Linked DNA regions of Mus musculus: all the other regions are linked to region 6. The links are chromatin contacts, called in public Hi-C and HiChIP or PLAC-seq maps. All regions are on one chromosome and are shown on one strand. Each heading gives the region's core, a stretch centred on a gene start, on an enhancer-like site or on the middle of the called end of the contact. The rest is flanking DNA. Distances are from core to core; before and after follow the strand shown. Region 1 overlaps Poc1b (POC1 centriolar protein B). Region 2 overlaps Kitl (kit ligand). Region 3 has its middle 29 kb from the start of Kitl. Region 4 overlaps Poc1b (POC1 centriolar protein B). Region 5 has its middle 49 kb from the start of Gm35437. Region 6 overlaps Gm20110 (predicted gene, 20110). Region 7 has its middle 13 kb from the start of Dusp6.

What was found. A called contact is a pair of places that touch in the nucleus more often than the background predicts. HiChIP or PLAC-seq counts read pairs in DNA pulled down with a chosen protein or histone mark.
Region 1: a contact with region 6 is called in a Hi-C map of bone marrow-derived macrophages, with 23 read pairs. The contact joins two enhancer-like sites. A contact is called at or near these places in 1 of 15 datasets of contacts at CTCF or cohesin (the NIH/3T3 cell line), 14 of 484 Hi-C or Micro-C datasets (the AML12 cell line, B cells, LSK cells and 10 more), 7 of 115 datasets of contacts at active chromatin or transcription factors (bone marrow-derived macrophages, embryonic basal ganglia, embryonic stem cells and 4 more) and 2 of 9 other capture datasets (adipose tissue and liver).
Region 2: a contact with region 6 is called in a Hi-C map of bone marrow-derived macrophages, with 15 read pairs. The contact joins two enhancer-like sites. A contact is called at or near these places in 7 of 484 Hi-C or Micro-C datasets (the C2C12 cell line, the MC3T3-E1 cell line, bone marrow-derived macrophages and 4 more), 4 of 115 datasets of contacts at active chromatin or transcription factors (bone marrow-derived macrophages, forebrain, microglia and 1 more) and 1 of 9 other capture datasets (embryonic stem cells).
Region 3: an H3K4me3 HiChIP or PLAC-seq map of bone marrow-derived macrophages shows a contact between it and region 6, with 5 times the contacts expected there. The contact joins two enhancer-like sites. A contact is called at or near these places in 1 of 15 datasets of contacts at CTCF or cohesin (the NIH/3T3 cell line), 2 of 484 Hi-C or Micro-C datasets (bone marrow-derived macrophages and nephron progenitors) and 1 of 115 datasets of contacts at active chromatin or transcription factors (bone marrow-derived macrophages).
Region 4: a contact with region 6 is called in a Hi-C map of bone marrow-derived macrophages, with 25 read pairs. The contact joins two enhancer-like sites. A contact is called at or near these places in 6 of 39 promoter capture datasets (the C10 cell line, cranial neural crest, frontonasal cranial neural crest and 3 more), 5 of 484 Hi-C or Micro-C datasets (B cells, bone marrow-derived macrophages and embryonic stem cells) and 5 of 115 datasets of contacts at active chromatin or transcription factors (bone marrow-derived macrophages, embryonic basal ganglia, large pre-B cells and 2 more).
Region 5: a contact with region 6 is called in a Hi-C map of the NIH/3T3 cell line, with 4 times the contacts expected there. The contact joins two enhancer-like sites. A contact is called at or near these places in 1 of 15 datasets of contacts at CTCF or cohesin (the NIH/3T3 cell line), 6 of 484 Hi-C or Micro-C datasets (the NIH/3T3 cell line, adipose-derived mesenchymal stem cells, bone marrow-derived macrophages and 3 more) and 1 of 115 datasets of contacts at active chromatin or transcription factors (cardiomyocytes).
Region 7: an H3K4me3 HiChIP or PLAC-seq map of bone marrow-derived macrophages shows a contact between it and region 6, with 11 times the contacts expected there. The contact joins two enhancer-like sites. A contact is called at or near these places in 1 of 39 promoter capture datasets (the C10 cell line), 1 of 484 Hi-C or Micro-C datasets (bone marrow-derived macrophages) and 5 of 115 datasets of contacts at active chromatin or transcription factors (bone marrow-derived macrophages, double positive thymocytes, embryonic stem cells and 2 more).

What each region holds. Positions count from the first base shown.
Region 1 is chr10:99,163,950-99,166,649 of GRCm38.p6, reverse strand. Poc1b (POC1 centriolar protein B) reads right to left here. Exons shown (of 12, transcript NM_027740.7): 10 at 1,701-1,781. Among named protein-coding and RNA genes, the nearest start is that of Galnt4, 57 kb to the right of the region's middle. Within about 2 kb of position 1,354, at least 46 of the 459 cell types and tissues checked have an H3K27ac peak or open chromatin away from gene starts, as enhancers often do. A contact at or near this core is called in bone marrow-derived macrophages, where this site is marked.
Region 2 is chr10:100,031,465-100,034,164 of GRCm38.p6, reverse strand. The region is part of intron 1 of Kitl (kit ligand); the gene reads right to left. Among named protein-coding and RNA genes, the nearest start is that of Kitl, 17 kb to the right of the region's middle. Within about 2 kb of position 1,399, at least 47 of the 459 cell types and tissues checked have an H3K27ac peak or open chromatin away from gene starts, as enhancers often do. A contact at or near this core is called in bone marrow-derived macrophages, where this site is marked.
Region 3 is chr10:99,985,244-99,987,943 of GRCm38.p6, reverse strand. No RefSeq gene overlaps it. Among named protein-coding and RNA genes, the nearest start is that of Kitl, 29 kb to the left of the region's middle. Within about 2 kb of position 1,408, at least 7 of the 459 cell types and tissues checked have an H3K27ac peak or open chromatin away from gene starts, as enhancers often do. A contact at or near this core is called in bone marrow-derived macrophages, where this site is marked.
Region 4 is chr10:99,180,433-99,183,132 of GRCm38.p6, reverse strand. All of the region lies in intron 10 of Poc1b (POC1 centriolar protein B), which reads right to left. Among named protein-coding and RNA genes, the nearest start is that of Gm34574, 50 kb to the left of the region's middle. Within about 2 kb of position 1,427, at least 98 of the 459 cell types and tissues checked have an H3K27ac peak or open chromatin away from gene starts, as enhancers often do. A contact at or near this core is called in B cells and bone marrow-derived macrophages, where this site is marked.
Region 5 is chr10:99,950,569-99,953,268 of GRCm38.p6, reverse strand. No RefSeq gene overlaps it. Among named protein-coding and RNA genes, the nearest start is that of Gm35437, 49 kb to the right of the region's middle. Within about 2 kb of position 1,383, at least 40 of the 459 cell types and tissues checked have an H3K27ac peak or open chromatin away from gene starts, as enhancers often do. A contact at or near this core is called in the NIH/3T3 cell line and bone marrow-derived macrophages, where this site is marked.
Region 6 is chr10:99,631,022-99,633,721 of GRCm38.p6, reverse strand. The region is part of intron 1 of Gm20110 (predicted gene, 20110); the gene reads right to left. Among named protein-coding and RNA genes, the nearest start is that of Gm20110, 23 kb to the right of the region's middle. Within about 2 kb of position 1,256, at least 45 of the 459 cell types and tissues checked have an H3K27ac peak or open chromatin away from gene starts, as enhancers often do. A contact at or near this core is called in B cells, the NIH/3T3 cell line, bone marrow-derived macrophages and 1 more, where this site is marked.
Region 7 is chr10:99,249,336-99,252,035 of GRCm38.p6, reverse strand. No RefSeq gene overlaps it. Among named protein-coding and RNA genes, the nearest start is that of Dusp6, 13 kb to the left of the region's middle. Within about 2 kb of position 1,360, at least 53 of the 459 cell types and tissues checked have an H3K27ac peak or open chromatin away from gene starts, as enhancers often do. A contact at or near this core is called in bone marrow-derived macrophages and pancreatic cancer cells, where this site is marked.

The sequences.
Region 1 (2,700 bases), core at 105-2,604, 470 kb after region 6:
CACTGGTGTTCGACTGGCTTTGTTACATAAAGGCAGCTTCACATTACTCAGGCTAGTGCTCCCCTCTTGTGGATGACTGACTGTTCTACTTAGTGCTCCCCTCTTGTGGATGACACTCCTTCATCACAGTCCCACAAATACCACATAAACTAGCTGATTCTGGTTCTTCTGGGTTACCGTCAAGGGATAAGTACCCTTTTGCTCTAGCTGGTGACAGGCCCACCTTCAGAGCAAACTTGGTTTCTTTGTTTTTTGTTTTTAAAATATGAGTACACTGTTGCTCTCTTCAGACACACCAGAAGAGGGCATCAATCCCATTACAGATGGTTGTGAGCCACCATGTGGTTGCTGGGAATTGAACTCAGGACCTCTGGAAAAGTAGCCAGTGCTCTTAACTGATGAGCCACCTCTCTAGCCCCAAGTCAGGAGTCTTTGCAAAGCTTAAAGGGTACCGGCAGGGGGAGTGAGTCTCAAAAAGAGAAGGAAAACTCTGAGACAGTTTCTAAGTCAGGAGCACTAAAGTCGAGCCTGCTGGTGACTTCCCAAGCTACCTTATCTACAGAATACAAAGTCAGCTCACTGGGACATATGGGGTCAGAGGCATGGGGTGTGTCAAGTTCATTGAAGACTAACTATAGGGAGAGCACTGTGCCAAGTTTTAGCTAGCTAGCTAATGTTTAGATAAATTTAATTGGACAAGTCACTCATTCGTGCAGAAATGCTGAGGGTTTGTGGATGTGAGCACGGTAAGTGCCCAGATCAGCTCCACCACAGACTCGTGCCTTCCCTTCACAGTGAGGGCCTGCTTGCTGCTATGTGGCTCTCGCTGCTGCGTCTTCTCAGAGAAGAACATTCTCACTGGCACTAACTCTGAGAGGACCCTTCATAGCTGCAGGACTGCAGTGCTTCCTGGGGACAGGCAGAACTCCTTTGCGCTAGATTTGCTTCTTGGCATCTACTTGAGTCTATATGTCAGGCTGTGTTTCTTTAAAATTTTACCCACAATACTGAACTAAATGGACAGCGTGGTGTCAGTGTGGTCACAGGCAACACTGTTCTTCCTGCTCTCAGAGCAGGGCTTGTGCTAATCAGCAGCGTTACTGTGATTTGTGTAGAAGAGAGGGCAGACACAGAAGGTAGATGGCTCAAACTGTCTCTGAAACCTTCAGATGCGCAACATATACGGATCATTTTTATAAACAAAATTGTAAGTAGTAGAGATACTTTATTTCTGGGTAATCCATCAAGAGAGTAACATAAACAAAGCAGAGGAACTGCCATTTTTAGGGCAGTACAGTCTTCTCTATGACAGCAGGGTAGTACCCCAGGACAGGGAGCAGGGGATAGGGGGCAGAGGATGGGGGAGAAGGGAGCAGGGAACAGGGTAGGCAGGAGGTAGGGGACAGGGGGGGCAGGAAATAGGGGGGCGGGGGGAAGTGAGCAGGAAACAAGGGGGGCAGGGGTACAGGGAGGGTGAGTTCGACTGAGTTTAAGATATTCCAAGGTAAAACTGTTCTGGAAATGGCTGCTGCTCCCCCTGGTGGTATTTTAGAAACGTAGAAATGACTTTGTATACAGCCTTGCTGTGCTGAAAGGTTAGGCCACCGAGCTCACGCTTTATCCCCGATTCTTTCACTTTGTAAGGAAATAGACTGTGACAAATGGTGCAGCACCGCTTAAGTTAGAGAAAGACTACTTACTGTGGTTGAATCGAAAGAAAGGACATCCACCACGGGGGGAGACGAGCTCTGCAAATCCATCACCTCACGCTTGGGATTAATCTGTGTGCACACATGAATAAGTCAACGGGACATCCTCTGTCATAAGGACCAATACTAAAAAAAGAGAAGTATTTATAATCTATTCTAAAAATAAAGCATATACTCATGGATAAGGCACAGATACTGGCAAAATATGGTTTCACTAAGCCTACCAATGTACACACTATCGACAATGTTGCAGTTAAGCAGGAAATGGCCATTTTCACATTCTAAAAGCAATGCAATTCACCTACAGAGGAATATTAAAATAGAAAGACCCACCTCAAGAGATGCAGAAAATATCCTAGCCAGTACATTAAAACAAGAAAAAGAAATACAATGTTAAGATGTATGAATCAGAGAGGAAATGATAAAGTTTCATTTAAAAACTCAGTGACTACCAATGGAGAGCTAAACAGGACCTACTTCTGAGCCCTCAGCCTCACCAAGAGAACCAAAGAGCACTGCCAGCCCCACTCAACACACAGACCCAAGTGGATTTTAACATGACGTTAAAATACGGACAGTTTCGAAAGTACTGAAGAAAACCCACCAGGAATTCATGGGAAAGACTAAGACTTCATTGACTCGAAAGTTTCAAGTAAACAGAAAGTTGTACTGTGGATGGTTTGGAAGAAGAGCAAGGCGTGGGTGGGAAACAAACACCATAAGATTCAATGGCATCTGTCTATAGACAAGGATGATGGACCGTTTTAAGAACTGGCTAGGTCCACGGATCCCGGCTAGCAAGGGTCGGCAGGAGATATGTAGAACCCAAACGTGATGATCAAACGGTAAAACCAGCAAGAACAAAAAATTTACGGTTATTATTCCAACCAGAGGTGGAGAACAGCATCTGAAAACCCGGAAAAGCAAAAGCTGCAAGCAAGGGGGATGCGTCTGTGATCGATCACGGATGCTGTGGGAGAGCTGTGTCACT
Region 2 (2,700 bases), core at 150-2,649, 400 kb before region 6:
ATTAGCAAAAAAAGATGTCGCCAGCCAATGGCTGGGCAGGACAGACAGAGACAGACGTGGGACTTTAGGATTTTCCAGGGTTTGGAGTCAAGAGGAAAGAAGAAAGAGATTCACCATGCCAGGAGAAGTGGAGATCCCGCACTTGAAAAGATGTGAAACAGAGGACATAGCCACCATGTAGGACCTGGGGATGATGGGGAGGGGGGTAGGCGAGTTTTAATAAATATTAACTTGGAGTTATCAGAGGGAGGTGGATTAGCCATGTGAAGGTTAGGAAGTGGCCCAGCCTTTGAGCTGATAAAGGCATATCAAAATACATATACTTAATGTCTCTCATTTGGAAACCCAGAACACTGGGGCAGGTAGCAAGGAATCCTCCTCCTGGATTTATTTAATTTATTATAGATCATATAAAATCTACTTATTCCTCAGGTCCCTTCTGCTTGCTGTGAGGAGCAAATTTTTCTCATTTATCAAAACTACTTTCTCAGGGAAAACTTCCAATGCTTGGTTCTTTAATATGATTAACTATGATGCATATAACACAGGTTCAAATTTGTATTGATTTAATTACTTTTGAATACTTGTCCCCAGATGGTGGGCACTATTTAGGAAGGCTCTATAACTTTGGAAGGTGGAAACTGGCCAGTGAGAGATTACTACAAACAGGCATCTGAAGTTTCCAACTCTGCCTATTCTACCTTGGTCCAGGCAAACGGAAAATCAGTACATAAAACCAAGAGGGGACAGCAGGCTCCGTGGAGACAAGAGAAATTTTAAGTGTTTTGCTTACTATTGTAGCTCTGGCTTTCAGGACAGTGTCAAAACTGCTAAGTAAGTTTGTATGAATAAGTAGTCATTGGAACCCTAGTCTCCTAGTAGATGGTGCGAAAACATAGTGATCAAGTTCTGGGGGTAAGATCCTGCGTTCCCCTTCTGAAGGAGGCAAAGGTAACCTAGTAAAGAACTTTCTTGTGCTGTTTCGGCACAGTGATGCTAAATAAAGCCACTACAGTGTCTTGCAATGCAAGTCTCTAAGGAGTCTACAATTCCATGCAACAAGAACTTTCTCCCTATAATGCAAATGAGCTGCAATCGATCCAAATACCTAAAGTAGTGCTTCATAAAAAGATTATTCATGATGACTCCACACAGGAACCATAGACCGGAAATAAGATTTCACCCAGGGATAGACACGTTTGGAAGGGATGACATATAGGTTAAACTTTTAAATGCTAATCACATCCCTTCCCAAAGTTTTGAATGTCTCTAACCTACCTGCCATCCCTCCAGAAGACAAAAAGTTCTCATAGAATGGCAGTTCTCTAAGCCTGTCCAGTTTTCACTATGACTCAAAGAACAAAACTAGCTACTCTTCCTTCAAGGTCACGTGGCAGAGTGCTGACGCATCCCCTCGTGTGACTCCTTACAAGAAACAGAAAGTGGCAGGCCAAATAACTCATGCTGATAGCTCATCCATTCTGCCACCAAGAAGAAAAAGAAAAGAAAAAAAGGGAGAAGAAAAAAAGGCTCCCTTATTGCATTTTCATGCTATCAAGGCTGAGTAAGTGACACAAGCTCACTTTTTAAGCTTTCCTCTTCAATTTTTTTCACCATGAGATCTGGGCAATTATACCTAGTATTTTGTATAATGAGATTCTAAAGTCACATGTGCCCAACATAAAGAGAAATAGATATTACTTTTTATAATGTATCAGTGCATCTGGTAACTGTTACTATTACAACCAATGACCAGCTCAACTTGACACCCATCCCATGGGCAAGCACCAGTCCCTGACACTATTAATAATACTCTGTTATCCTTGCAGACAGGAGCATTGTCTTGTGTGTTTGGGGAAACAGGTCTCATTTTGTAACTCAGGGTCTCATTGTGTATCTGTGGTCAGTCTGGAACTCACAGAGATCCACCAGTCTCTGCTGCCACAGAGGTGGGGTTAAAGCTATGTACGATCACTGGCATTATTAAACATTCGCCAAGGCTGTGCACTAATGTCCTAAACTAATCTGATGTTCTGAAATGCAACCTTCCATCAAGCCTTCGGGAAGATTACCACTTTTCGAAGTTTAGCAATCAGACAAGTAGTCAGAAAGCTGTACTTCAAGACCTCAAGTCCCCACACTAAGTCATGCTGGGAAAAGAAAGAAAGGTTCTCTTAGGAACAGGAAAGAGGGCAAGCCATCTCAGGATAATCCTTTGGGCTCCTTTTCAAAGCGGCTGCTTTGCTGAGGATTCAAAAGAGGACGGAGGATGAAATGTAAACATGGGGTTGTTTGGGGAGCAAAGAGCCTCTCTCACCAGATGGCAGGGAAATGGGGATGGGATCCACTTCCTCAGGAAACGGAGAGAGGGGGCTTGCGAGCAGAGCATCCAGCTAAATGAAATTAAGACGACAGGCTTCAGCTGCTCGAGAGTCCGAGTGCCAAGTCTGCGGCGGCGCTGACCTTCCTGCAGAAAGGTTTCATCTCTCACTTCTCCTTCTTCTCTGCTCCTCTCCCTAAAAGTCCGTGCTAGAGGTCGGTTTGCAAACTGAGGCAAGAGTTGAACTTTGCCCTTCGTGCTAAAAGTTCTCCACAGTTTGAAAAGCATGGTGGTTTGCTTTATTTATTTAATTAATTTATTTATTTTAGAACTGCTAACTTGTTTGTCTGCATTTCATTTGTGTGTTCTTTGTTTTGAGA
Region 3 (2,700 bases), core at 159-2,658, 350 kb before region 6:
TTTTTTAGGTTTAAAGATAAATAGAGGCATTTCTGGGAAGATCCAATTAATGTTTGTCTCAAATTGTTGTCTACAAGTTAAAAAAAATCATTCAACTCATGGGAGCCTCTTTCTGACTTGAACATTGAGGGTTTTATACACAATTCTCCTTAAGTATAGCTATTTTTGATCCTTTACTTCGGTGAAAAACTCTTTTGGTAGTTAATAGTCTGGTTTCTGGGATCAGAGGTGAGAACGTATTAATCGTGGTTGTCATTTTACACACTGTCTCAGTGCTGATATCAGGAGCCAGGGGCCTTAGAGGGAGATATAAATTGGTGCCACAAGCTTGGCGCCAGGCACAGACAGGGCCTGGCCTCAGTCATGACAGATGTCCTACTGTCAGAGTGATTTCTGAATGTTGTGACCTGTTACCAGCACCTCTGCCCTGAAATGCACAGCCAGAATTGAACAAACTTGTCATTAATTTGTCTGTTTGCTTTTATGTTCTTTTACTTTCCTGGCCTCCCTGGCTCCACTGCGCCTCATCAGCAAAGAGAGCGTCATCTGGATAAAAGTCTGTGTGAGGAGAGGCGACTAGGGTGGCAGCGAGCTTGAAGGAGCATGTATCTCGGACATCTGGAAACTGGAAAGGGTCACCTGAGGGGGAACGATGAATTGAAAGAGAAAGATTCAGAAATAAAGGACTTGTTCAAAAGAACATCACCGGCAAAGAGCAACAGCATGCGGCTTACCTTGGAAAAGAAGACACAGTAGCTAAGAAATCAAAGAGAGACGACGCTGAGAGAAAGAGAAAAAAAAAAAAAAAACAAACAACAGTGACGGAAGTAGTAAGGAAGACAGAATTCAAGAGGAGAGAAAGAAAAGCTGAAGACAAATCCTTGGGAAACATGGGGCACAGAGCACTTCGGGGGCTTCAAATGTCCCCGAGTGGTCAAATGAACCCCAGCTGGCAGCCCCAGATGTCGGCTTTGTACTTGGTGTAACTTTAGAATGGGGATCTAAGAAGAGGAAGTGGGTTGCTGGGATTGACTACTCTAAACTCAAATTCTCCCGTCTTCTGGAACCTCTGGAGAGGGAATAGGTCCTTCTGTGAGCTCCCACCGCAGAAGGAGCCCCAGCTGTCGTGCCTCTCTAGCCATAAAACTGAGCTAAAGTTAATCATGGGTTCGTTTGTTTTTCTAAGGTTTGTTGCAGATATTTTGTCCCAGAGATGACAAAAGTGAAAGAGAAACCACGGTGTACAATCAGGTTGGTTCTGAGGTTTTCTCTAATCCAGCCACCTTCCAGAGAAGATGTGCTTCCAACAAATAGATTTCTCTGAAGAAATGTATAGTGAGTATCCATGAAGATGAACTTGACCAGTCGACACAAACTCCCTTTCCTGGGTTCATGCTTTAGGACAACAGTTCTCAACCTTCCTGCTGTGGTGACCCTTTCCTACAGTTCCTGGTCTATGGTTGTGGTGAAACCCCCCAACCATAAAATTATTTTGTGTTGCTAATTCATAACTGTAATTTTGCTACTGTTAGGAATCTAATAATGTAAATATCGGGATTTCCCGATAGTCTTGTGAAAGGGTCGTTGGATCCTCAAAGAAATCACAACCTGCAGGTTGAGAACCACCGCTTTAAGACATAGTGAGGAAGGGACTGGGAAGATTGTCTTGTTTATTGTGAAACAAACCCCATCCTATTCTATTCTACCACTGAGGTCTTTTGCAGCAGCAGATCAAAGGACATTAGACATACATAGAAATGGCAGTAAAGCCTTTCCCAATGTAGAAATGACTATATGTCATCCCATTTGTCACTATGGGCCAGAGGTCCCTGATGCCACCACCACCACCATTTTTCTTAAGCTGCCTTCACTGTACCGACTTTTCAATTAACTGGAGAAGATGTATACACACGCATAACTGGTAACTTGCAACTTACTAATATATAAGATCCAAATATGTTGTAAGGTCTGAATTTATGAGCTTGGCATATAATTATGAAGAAAGAGGTTAGGGTCAGCAGAGCACAGGGAAGCTTGATGTGAAGGAAACAAAAGCTGAAAACCAAAGCCAAAACAAACAAACAAAAAAAAACCCCAAGAACTCAAAAAAGTTTAGAAAACCTAGAGTCCATCAGGCAGTTGTCAAGGTTGTACTTGATTTGAAATTATGTCTGTTTCTACCACTGCTTCTCCTTTGTTAGCATGGCTACCTGGCAGTTGGCCAAATTCTGGTGCTCATAACTCAAGTCTGTATATCTATGAAGGTACATATGGGTGAGTTGAATACTTGAATATGCAGATAAGGCGAAGTCAGTGGTTCTTTCTAAACAGCCTCTAATCCACTGAAGGCCAAATCAGAGCATAAAGACCGAAAAAAGAGAGAATGAAGTTTCTTTGTTGGAGACTCTTTGGGCTGGAGCATTCTGCCATCTTTTATCTTCAAACTTGGATTTATACTGAGATGAGACCTCTATGGTTGCCTCCCTGGGTCTTTAGTTTGGTAACTGAAGAGTCCACCATTTCTGAGCCTCTAGACTTTCGTAAACAGCATCCTTATATCAGACTTCCTCTCCTTCCCTCTTTTCTTTTTTCTCTCTCTCTCTGTCTTTAGCACTCTATCTCACTCTTTCTCTGTCTGTATCTATGTATATATGATTGTATACATGCATATTTATATTCATATATCTCTATAAAATCTCT
Region 4 (2,700 bases), core at 178-2,677, 450 kb after region 6:
CAGGAAGATTGCTCTAAGTTCAAGAGAGCCTGGGTACAGAGTTAGTTGAAGGCCAGCCCGAACTAGCAAAAACCGGTCTTAAGAAACAAAGAATGGTAGCCAGTGGTGGTGGCACACAGTTTTAATCCCAGCACTCTGGAGGCAGAGGTGGGCAGAGCTCTGTGAGCTCAAGGCCAGCCTGGTCTACAGAGTGAGTCTCAGGACAGCCAGGGCTATGCAGGGAAACCCTGTCTCAAAAACAAAACAAAAACAAAAGCAAAACCTAAACAAACACAAAAACAAACCCCCACCAAAAACAAAAACAAAGAAAGAAAGAAGAAAAAAGAAAAGAAAGGAAAAAGAAACAAGACCCCCAACCCCCGCCAAACAAAAGAAAACAAAACAAAATCAGAATAGAACAAAGCAAAGATTATGTAACTTAGAATAGTTGAAAAAAAAAGTCTAAAAGTCTCAGAAAGAGCAGGATTTTCATAAGGCGTTAAGGCAATGCATTGTAATAATTTGTATGTATGTGAAAGGTATAGATGTTTTCTCTTTTTGCTATCTTATTGCTGGAAACTGAGACAAATTAAAAAAATAATGGATTTCATAAAGTTTTTCTTCTTAAGAACCATGAGGAAAAATAGCCCAGGAATGCATATCATTTTAATAAAACGTAGAACTCAGGTCTTTTCACAGATGCTGTGTGTTAAAGGGAATCGCCGTCCCTCTTCAGTCACGTGCAGACATGAATGCACACAGATGGCTGGGCAGGAAGTTCTAAGGAGGAAGTCTGCCACCACAAAGCATGTTCCTTTTGCCCAAAAGTACTGTCAAATGCCTACTTTTTATTTCTCGTTTCAGCTCAACAATCTATTATATGACAGTAACATTTGAAGACCCTGTCTTGTGATGACACCCTCTGGTGAATGAGATGTGACTGGCAACCATATCATATCACACCACACATCACCCCTATTATGAAGGTGTAGTATAGGGTAGGGTCTCCTTTTGGGAGGGAGCCTTGTCACTTGACTGGTGAGTAAGACTCTCATAACTGCCTTTCTAGACTGGATGCTCCACGCTCCAAATCTGCTGCTTCTTGCCTTAGTGCACAGCGCCATTAAGAAGTAGCAGATCCAAGTCCTGTCCTCCAAAGCTCTGCCATTTTCTCTTCAGCACTTCATGATTCAGTGTGGTGGGTATCAGGTGCTTGCCCCTGTGCATGCTGGGATTGCTGTGGCTGCTGCTGCCATCGCCTCCTGATGCTCCATGTCCACGGTCTCACTCAGCCTGCCTTTCTTACTAGGGTGATTATTCTGAAGCTCCAAACTGCTCTGACTGTCCTGGCAGAGAGCCTCCCACAGGTCGCCCCAAGGCTCCTAGGGTGAATATTCCTAACCTAGAGTGACCCTTCAAGCACTCATGATTGCCTCATGACGGCTGACTGACACATCAGCTTCTCTTTCCGGCCTCATCTACGGTCCTCAGCTCAATCCAAATGCGGTGGCCGAGTGGTGTTGCTCAGTTCTCTGAACCCATTTCCTTCTGAAGCCTCCTTGCCTTTGCAGCTGCTGACCATGCACACTCTGGTCCTTTGGCTGTTATTATAGACATTCTTATAACTTCAGCTTGAGTACTGGGGACTTCGGAGAGAGACACCGTCTCTGATTTAACTCTTCTGTCACCCGTTTAACTGTTCAGAGGCCATGCTTGTACACACCTGGCACTCACCTCATGCTTAGACATACCGTCTTCTCTGTAATTACTCCCACAGCAATTCAGGAATCCTTCACTAGAACTAGCCTTTCCTTTGTGTGTGTCCACTGCTTCATATATGTGAATATGTATTCATTACGTAAGTGTTCATATTCAAACGTATGAATAGGTACTCACGACTGAGTGCCTTCTGCTCACACCTCCCTCCCCTACTCACTCGTCAGATCACTTCATTCAGAGTGGTTTCTCTCTATATTACTTCATCAAACCAATGCGTCAAAGGGTTACCAATAATCTCTGCTGCGTTTGTGGGGGACTTCTTTCCTGGGTTTTCAGATGCGCTGACTGACCCTCTTTTGGAATGTCTTTCTTACCCACCGGGCTGTCCCGACACCATTTGCTGTTTTCTATGCTTCCCTCTAGTGTTTTGTTATTTCATTAAATGTCTCAAGGCCCAGCTCTAAATTTAAAGTTTTAATGGACTGTACATATTTGAGTTAACACAGTACTTGTACACGTTTTGAGGGCACAGTGTGGTATTGCCACACTTGGATACAATGTATCAGATCAGGGTAGCTGTATTGGCCACCGTGGGGCATGTATCATTTGTGTTACTAAACTTTCTTCTTCCCTGTGTTCTCTAGAAATCTTCTCTAAGCTTGCTTGCTGCTCCATTACTACTCACATGAAGAATATTTATACAATCTCACTTCTACACTGCCCTTCCCTTTAAGTGCATGTATGTGTGATCTTGTACACTTGCTATCTATTAACATTATCGAATGATTCAGACACATCCCACTTAAGGTGCCCATATGAAAACTTGCAAGGTCCCTTGCCTCCATAAGTCATTTTATCACTTTACAATCTAGAAATCTGGAAATGATACCTGACGATTGGATCTTCCAACCCATCTCAAACCTTATCAATTACATCACAAAGCTCTGCAATGAATTCCATTCTCTTGACCCCCAATAGTATGGGTTATTCCAGTTAGAGTCT
Region 5 (2,700 bases), core at 134-2,633, 320 kb before region 6:
GTTAATATGAGAGTGCCATTGTCACAGATGCTGTTTCTAATGTGTTGGATGTCGCTTCTAGATGAACAGCAGAGATCCTCTACTCTGTCTCATATGTTTGCATTGCAATTAAGCTTGTAAAATTTCCTCATCCGTTTTCAGTAATACAGCTTCAACCACGCATGCAATACTAAAATTCCAGATTTTCTGCTTGCCTTTTTTATTTCATTGTCGAAACAAAAACAAAGCCACCATAAAACAAAGCCCAAGACTCTTGCTATTCCCATAAGTTTGAAATACTTTCCTTTCCTTCATATCTGCACATAGCTGTGGAATTCTGGTTCTTCCTTCTTTGTGACATTCACAGACCGCCACCTCTTGTATTCTCTTTCCTTCTGCAGTGCGTAAATGAATACATTTTGAGTTTGCAACACCGTCACAGATTCCTAGAAAGAGGGTGATTCATATTCACATAAAGAAGTAAGCATACTTAATTGATACCAATTATTGACTGATTATCATTTTCTTCAAGCGGGGTACTTTTAGCTCGTGAGGAGGAGTGGGCTAATCAGACGCCAGGATTGATTGCATCATTGTGCAGTACGTTTGCTGTCAATGAGTTTTGCTCCGCCCACCCCAGACATCTGCAAATATAGATGAATAAGCAGTTACTTGGTACTGTGGGACTCATCTTAAAACACATTTTAACTTCCACTTTTGTTCTCAATAGGATGCTTACCAAGGATCAAAGACCATTGCTTGCATCAGTTTATACGGATTATAACCCCACATCCCTCATATGACACCGAACCAGTACTATCATGAATTATCATAGAAAGTTTCTTATTTCCAGTACTTATTTAAATAGATCATCTATGGGCGAGGATTTTGTTTGCCAGTGTGTTTTAGAACAGTACAAAGAAAACATGAATGAGTGACTGGGTAAAGAACTATGGCATCTCATTTAATCCCCAAAGTAGAATTAAAACCTTTATTTTTGTTCTCATGGGTTACAAAATTCAAATTCATCCATGTATGGTTCCTGATCTATACTCTAAAAGATTCTCTTACTGAAAATAGCAGTTTCTACATAGTTATCAGAAAAGAGGAAAAATATTGGCTACGTGGAGAAAAAAAAAGGTACAACAAAAAACAAAAACAAAACAAAAACAAAAACAAAAACAAAAAACCCCCTCTAAAAAACAAGAATGGAGAACATCACCTTACATAAGCCTAGGTATTTTTATTCATTAGCATTTGTCAAGATTCCGTCTTTTATCATGTCTTGGCAAGAACTTAGAGTTTATTTTTAAATTTTCTCTCAACACAAGCTACTCCATTGTCTTCTTGTGGTTTTAAGGAAGATTGCCAGTGGGTGTGGTTAGGTTGTCAGAATCAGTCATGTTGTTTACTTCGGCTTTAATTGTGCTCAGACAATGATCTGTTTTACACATTACACCTTGACAAGCTCTGTGTAGGACAGTATATCTCAATGTGGTTAAAAAGAAAAGAGCAGACGCCTAAAAACACTCATCCATTGATTCCTGAGATGCCCAACACAACCGGTCTCACTATCAAATGGCTCACATATCAAATGTTATATCCCTAGTATGTGATATGATAACAGATTTTGTAACATGTTCCCCTGAAGTACTTCACTGCTAATATTTCTGGTTTAGTGTTGTTTCTCAAAATATGCAGAACAATCACTTATAAAGGAAGTGTTGTTGTGTGCTATCCACAGCAGAGGACTTGGCAAAGCTGATGTCTGAGTCACCAATTCAAAACTGGGAGAACTGGTGAAAGTCATATAACGTCTCTGAGGGTTAGTCGATCCATATGCGTAATGAGTCCATGCACTGTCTTCTGCTCTGCAGGACTGCTGGTAGCTTTAGATGGGAGGATGTTTAGGAACCCACCGCATGCCGAGAAAAATATGAATCATTTCTAGTACGACTATGAAAATGCATTGCTCCATTTTCTTTTAACCAATCTGTCTCTCTGCCTCTCTGCCTGTCTTCCTGTCTCTCTGTCTCTCTGTGTGTCTCTCTCATATGTGTGTTGTTGTCTGCCTGTCTCCTCATGTGTAAGTGTGTGTGTGTGTGTGTGTGTGTGTGTGTGTGAGTTCTGCCTGTTTATCTGCCTGTGTGTGTATGTCAGTTTGTATGTCTGTGTATGTGTCTGTCAGTGTCTGTCTGTCTTTCTGTGTCAGTGTCTGTCTGTCTCACTGTGTGTGTTGGTGTCTATCTGTGTGTCTGTCTGTCTGTGTGTCTGTGTGTCTGTCTCTCTGTCTGTCTCTGTGTGTGTTATTTATCCATGCACATACATGTGCACATATACAGGTCTGAAAACAATCACAAACACCAGTCCTTCTTTTTCACTTTGTTCAAAACCTTTCCCTTTGTTTTTCTCTCTATATGCCAGGCAAGCTAGCCCACACCTTCTGGGGATTCTTGTCTCCTCTTTCTGTCTTGCCACCCTGGGAGCTCTGGGGTTATCAAAAAGTGCCAGCTACCTCAGGATAGCTCCTGCCTGAGTTACCTAAGTTCTGAGGATTCAAACTCAGCGCTTCATGTTTGCACAGCACTTTATCCACAGAGTCGCGTGCCCTTCCCACTTCTTTAGTCAATCTATCTGTTCCTCCATTAGTAAACACAGTAAAGGCACTTAATGGTCAGCAGTGTTGTGATATGAAGTTAAGCAGTGGAGTGGGATGCATCC
Region 6 (2,700 bases), core at 7-2,506:
GCAGCATTCAGGATGCTGTAGCACGGGGATTGTCGTGAATCGAGGTGAGCGAGGGCTATATAGTGAGTTTCAGGCCAGTCCGGGTTACACTGAGTAAGACTTTGTCTCAAAAGAATAAAGTTAAATTTAAAAGACTGTGGCGATAACTGTAAAGGACTTGCCTTACAAGCAGGGGGACCTAAATTCAATCATCTGTAACTACCTAAGAAAGTGTGATGTCTCTCCCTTGGAACCCCAGTGCTATAGAGGCAGAAATAGATCCTTTAGGCATGCTGACCAGACAGCTTAGCCTGGTGACTTCCAGGCCAATGAGAGAACTTGTCTCAAAAAAAAAAAAAAAATTAAGGAAGACAGCACTTGAAAAAGAACACTAAAACTGTCCTCTGTCCTATACGCACAAGCACAAACATTTGCATCTACACACAGGCACACACTCAGACATCCCAAGATACCACATCTACTGGGGAGTGACAATCATATAAACAACGTCTTAATCACCTATATTCTGAAATGTAGCCCTTCCAAACCGTTATATGCTTCAAGTATATTAGGTTGCAATAGAATACTATATTTATTTCTACTCAAATTTCTTAATCTCCTGAAAGATGCATTGTTCATTACTAAAATTATTATACTCTTACTACTCCTGTGTAGATCCAGCAACCTCATATTTGATAAGCAAACAGCATTTAACTCTTTAGCAATAATTTAACTGTAAACCATCCCTAGGGTTTGCTGACAGCTCTCAAGACTGTGGACATTGCTTAAGTAGGTAACTCTCATCATTAACAAAGATTTGTGATAAAACAGAAGAAGAAGGCCTCAGCAGTCAGAAATGTCATCTTACTTATAGTACTGACCACATAACTTTCTGTGGAGCTCCCAAGTTTACATGGAAGGTATGGAGAGAAAAAAATGGGAAGCACTACAAACGAAACTAGTGACAAATCTGCAAAAATAAAAATATGCAGAAGTGAAACAAGTTTATTCTGCATAAGCACTGGTGTTTTATGTGGTCTCTTTTATTTAGCCCAGAACTTTCTAGAAGACATATTTCTTCAACTCCTCCCCGCCGCCTAGCCCCTGAAATCTGGGACCACTGGAGGGTAGAAGCTATTTGTATACTCTAACGAGTAATCGCTAATTTTATTTTTTCAGGTCTTGTAGTTGGCAGTAATTACAAATATGCCACTCCCTCTTATGTGAGGGAACACGACCTTTGTGAGTACAATTGAATCTTTATTTGATGAGTCAAAGGTTTGTGCCTTAGGACATCCTCAGAAACCACAATTTCCTTTGCCTCAGTCCTTAGCTGTAGAAGGTATGGGACCTTCTTAAACTTAATCCTTTCTCCAGGGTTTCTTGAGTTTGCTTCTTTCTTTTAAAAGCAGAGTGGGGGTGGGGGGGAGACACTGCTTAAACTACAGCCAATTTAAACTAAACATTTCATAGGACCCTCACATTGTAAAATGCTTGTAATTGGCTGCTTCTTCCTTTAAAAAAAAAAAAAAAAAGCTTCTCTTAGGGTATTAGAGTCTCGGGCATCACCTTTGTTAAAGGATTAGCCTGTCTATTCTCAGCCACCAGCTTCTCTCCTAATATGGCCAGTTGCTTTGCAAAGGCCTAGACTATCCTCAGCTATGGGGAGAGTCGCGCACATCCATCTTTGCTGCAAAAACTAACAGCTCAATGAGCCTATATTTCTTAGGCTTTTTAACAGAAGAAACGGTCTCGTAAATATTTTGCCGTCTCCCTGGCCCTAAGCCCTTAGGTAACCAATTGAATTCAATGGACATTTATCAAACGCCAACTCACCGCAGCAAACACCTACCATGTATTCTCAGTATATTTCGGGAAAGTGAGAAATCAGATAACAAACCAACTTTATGGCCCCAAAGAGCTGTGTGCCCCAGGCAACAGGAAGGACGCGAGCCCTCGGCTGCCCTCATACAGTTCATTATCCAGAATGTATTTGAATTATCTTACCTAGAAAATAAATTATCTTAAAAGGTCACCTGTGGAATTAAGGAAACGTTAAAGCTCTTTTTCTTTGTTCCACCACAACTTTTTAACGTATTATGATTTGAGAGTCTCCAGGCATCTCTTGTTGGGTCCTTACCTTCCCTAGGCCTCCAGAACTCGTAGAACAAATATTTCCATTCATTTGTGGTAAGAATTCACACATATAATATGTGTCTAAGAAAAAAAATTGATATCCTTCCTTTTCATCTCCTTTTTCATTTTTAAATATTTTAATGTTATGGGTAAGAGTGTTTTATGCACTATTTGTGTTTCTGGTATCCACAGAGGACTGAAGGGGTCCCCAGATTCCCTGGAACTGGAGTTATAGGTGATAGCTCTCAGCCATCACATGGGGACTGGGAATTGAACTTGGATCTTCTGCAAGACTGGCATATGTTCTTAGGCGCTTTCTTGACTCCAATCAAGCATTTCCAGAATTCTTGAAAATTATAAACAGAGTCCATCATTGGATGACCACTTCAACTGATAAAGCCCAAGGCCAAGGGTATGACCCTTCTAGCATAAAACCTAGCAACAGTTAAGAAAGGAAGCCACAGGTAATATCCCCCCTACCTGAGAAGCGAAGACGGTTTTGATCTTTGGCTTTTATTTCCTTAAAGTTTTCAGTCTGATAAGAATTAAATTAATCAGTGTAAGTTATATATTTTGAAAGAATAT
Region 7 (2,700 bases), core at 111-2,610, 380 kb after region 6:
CCATTCCTATGGCCAAGCATTCAAACACATGAACCTACGGGACCTAACCTATCAAACCACCACAAGAAGGGAAATGTATTTGGAGTTACAGTTAGAGAGATACTAGGCTGGAGAGAATGCTCAGCAGGTAAGAACACTGACTTTTCTTCCAGAGGACCTGGGTTCAATTCCTAGCACCTACACGTCATTTCATAGCTGTTTATAACTCCATTCCCAGAGGATATCCCAGAGGACACCCTCACACAGACATCCATGCAGACAAAAGGCCAGTATACATTAAAATGTAACAGATAATACTTTTAAAGAGATCTTAGGTGGTGATCAGCTGGCTTTGTTGCTCTGGCACAGGTGATAGGCAAAGCATCATGGGAGAAAACAAAGAAGAGAATGCTCACTTCTTGGTGGTCAAGGAAGAAAGAGGGACAGTAATAGGTTGGGCTCCTGTTATCTCCTTCAAATGTGCACATCCAGTGATCTAACTTAACCCAGCTCCACTTCCTAAAGTCTCCACCATCTCCCAATGTCTCCCCAGGCTAGAGAGGAACCCTTCAACACACAGCCTTTGAGAGATATTCAAGATCCAAACCATAACCCCCAGGGATAAGAAAAGGAAGGCGCTCTACCGGAGAGAAATGCACGAGGCTCTTTGGGATGGACATACATGATCATTGCAGTTTGGCTGAGCAGTGTCGGAGTAAAAGACTGGGAAGGAACGTGAGTGAGGGAGGCAGCTTAGGATCCCGGAAATGGGCTTTAAACACCAAGCTAAAGAATTTGCGCTTGAGATTCCCGCACGGACTCCCCAGTCAGAGGTGTGTGACAAAGAAGTGTGACATGGTTTTAGGATATAATTCTGGTAACTGTGGGGGTGAGTGCAGCTCGGGGAGGAGAGAAACTGCGGGCAGAGAAACCGACTAGGAAGCCGGTGCAGTTGTCCAGGAAAATGAGGCAACACTGACACGATTGCCCTCCTCCTAAAATAATGTGCTCATCAGCCAGCTTCGTGTTCATCCTTTTATTTCTGAGGCCGGGAGAAAAAAAAATCGCTTAGCTTCTGTGTGACTCAGAATCCCTCCCTAATAATAGAAGATGACAAAATACTTATCTTACCTCATGCAGAGAGTGGTGCTGAAGAGACTCTTGCAATTGTAGCCAGCAAAGGAGAGAAATGTTATTTTAAATGTGAGTCGCAATCATTTCTCTTGGGGAGAAGAAACTGCCACCACCCCCTAATGGTTTATTACACAACATTTTTTTTCCCCAAGCCTACTGAGAGATTGAAGATTGATCCAAACGCATCGGCAGAACCTCTTGGAGGGACCCTTTTGCAGAGACACCGCATAGTCCCTAACCAGGAGGAAGTGACATCTTCCAAAGAGCCTGTTGCTCTCCAGGTGAAAGGGCCCTTGCAGCCCCTTGGTTACAACCACTGTTCTGCAGAGAGAGACATTTGTAAAGAAAGACCTGGCTTTTCCCACTAGGAACAAAGGTGGAATGGACACGGTTCCTATTAGAACTCTCGAAGAATTGTGGGCCGAACGTGGTAGGAGGAAGTTATACAACATCTAAGTTAAGAATCAAGCATAATCTTTTCAGGTTATTCTTTGTCCTTTGCAGCTTGCTGTCCGTCATTATAGTAAAGGACACCTTTGTCAGGCCCTTTCCCGAAGCTACCTTTGGCACCATTAGGAATCCATTGCCCTGGGTCATATGTTATTATCTCTTTGCTCATTTTGATTAGAAGGGGAGGGTCACTTGAACCTATGAGAGGATTCATAACGTACTGAGACTCGTGTGTCTTGTCAAAATGAGTTTGTTTCTACCTTTAAAGAAAAAAAGAGTTATGCTCAGTATTAGTAAGACATTCTGGAGACAGAAAACTAAGTCACGTAGGCACGCTCTGCTCAAGAGAAGAGCAGTTCGGAGCCCAGGCCTGGTGGCCAGTAACAGGCTGGTAACCCTGTAACTTGGGAAGTTGAGGTAGGACAATTCTAAGTCCAGTGCCGGTCTGGGGAACTTCATGTGACCTTGTGGAGCTGTCATTCAATGGTAGATCTGTTGGCCAGAATATCTGAGGCCATTAAATTCATTCCCCAAGTACTAAAAAAATAAAAAGACAAAAGGGAGACAGACTGTGATCCAGGACAGAAGTTACAGTGCTCTTAGAACAGTGTCAGAACTTGAAACTGGAGAGGATGGCTATGTTTGATGACGGATAGGTTCCTAGTACCAAAGACAGATTATCTGACCATAATCAGAGTGTGGGCATCCAAGTATTTCATTTTACATAAGAAAATGAAGTAGGATTTCTGGGTAAGATGGAAGGCTACCGGCTATCTCTGTGTGCCAGTGAAAAGGGGAATTGAAATAATAAAAAAAAAAAAAGATTCTTTCCCAAAGAAGAGCAAAAGACTACTGGGAATCTACAGAGGGAATGAAAGAGTCTCTGAAAAACACAGAGGAGAAAGGTTGGTGATACACCAAGGGGTGAGCTTCGAACACGCAGCTCCCTGGGGGGCAGCAGAAGATGGCTCCACATGCACTCTGTTTCCTTCTAAATGATGCTTCAAGTAGAGTGGGCTGCTCATCAAGATCCCTACATAACCGAAAATGTACAAGTCAACAGATACGTGAACTGCAACACGGAAACAGGAGAAATACCAACGACAGAGTGTCACACTGAAGTAGAGAAAATGCTAA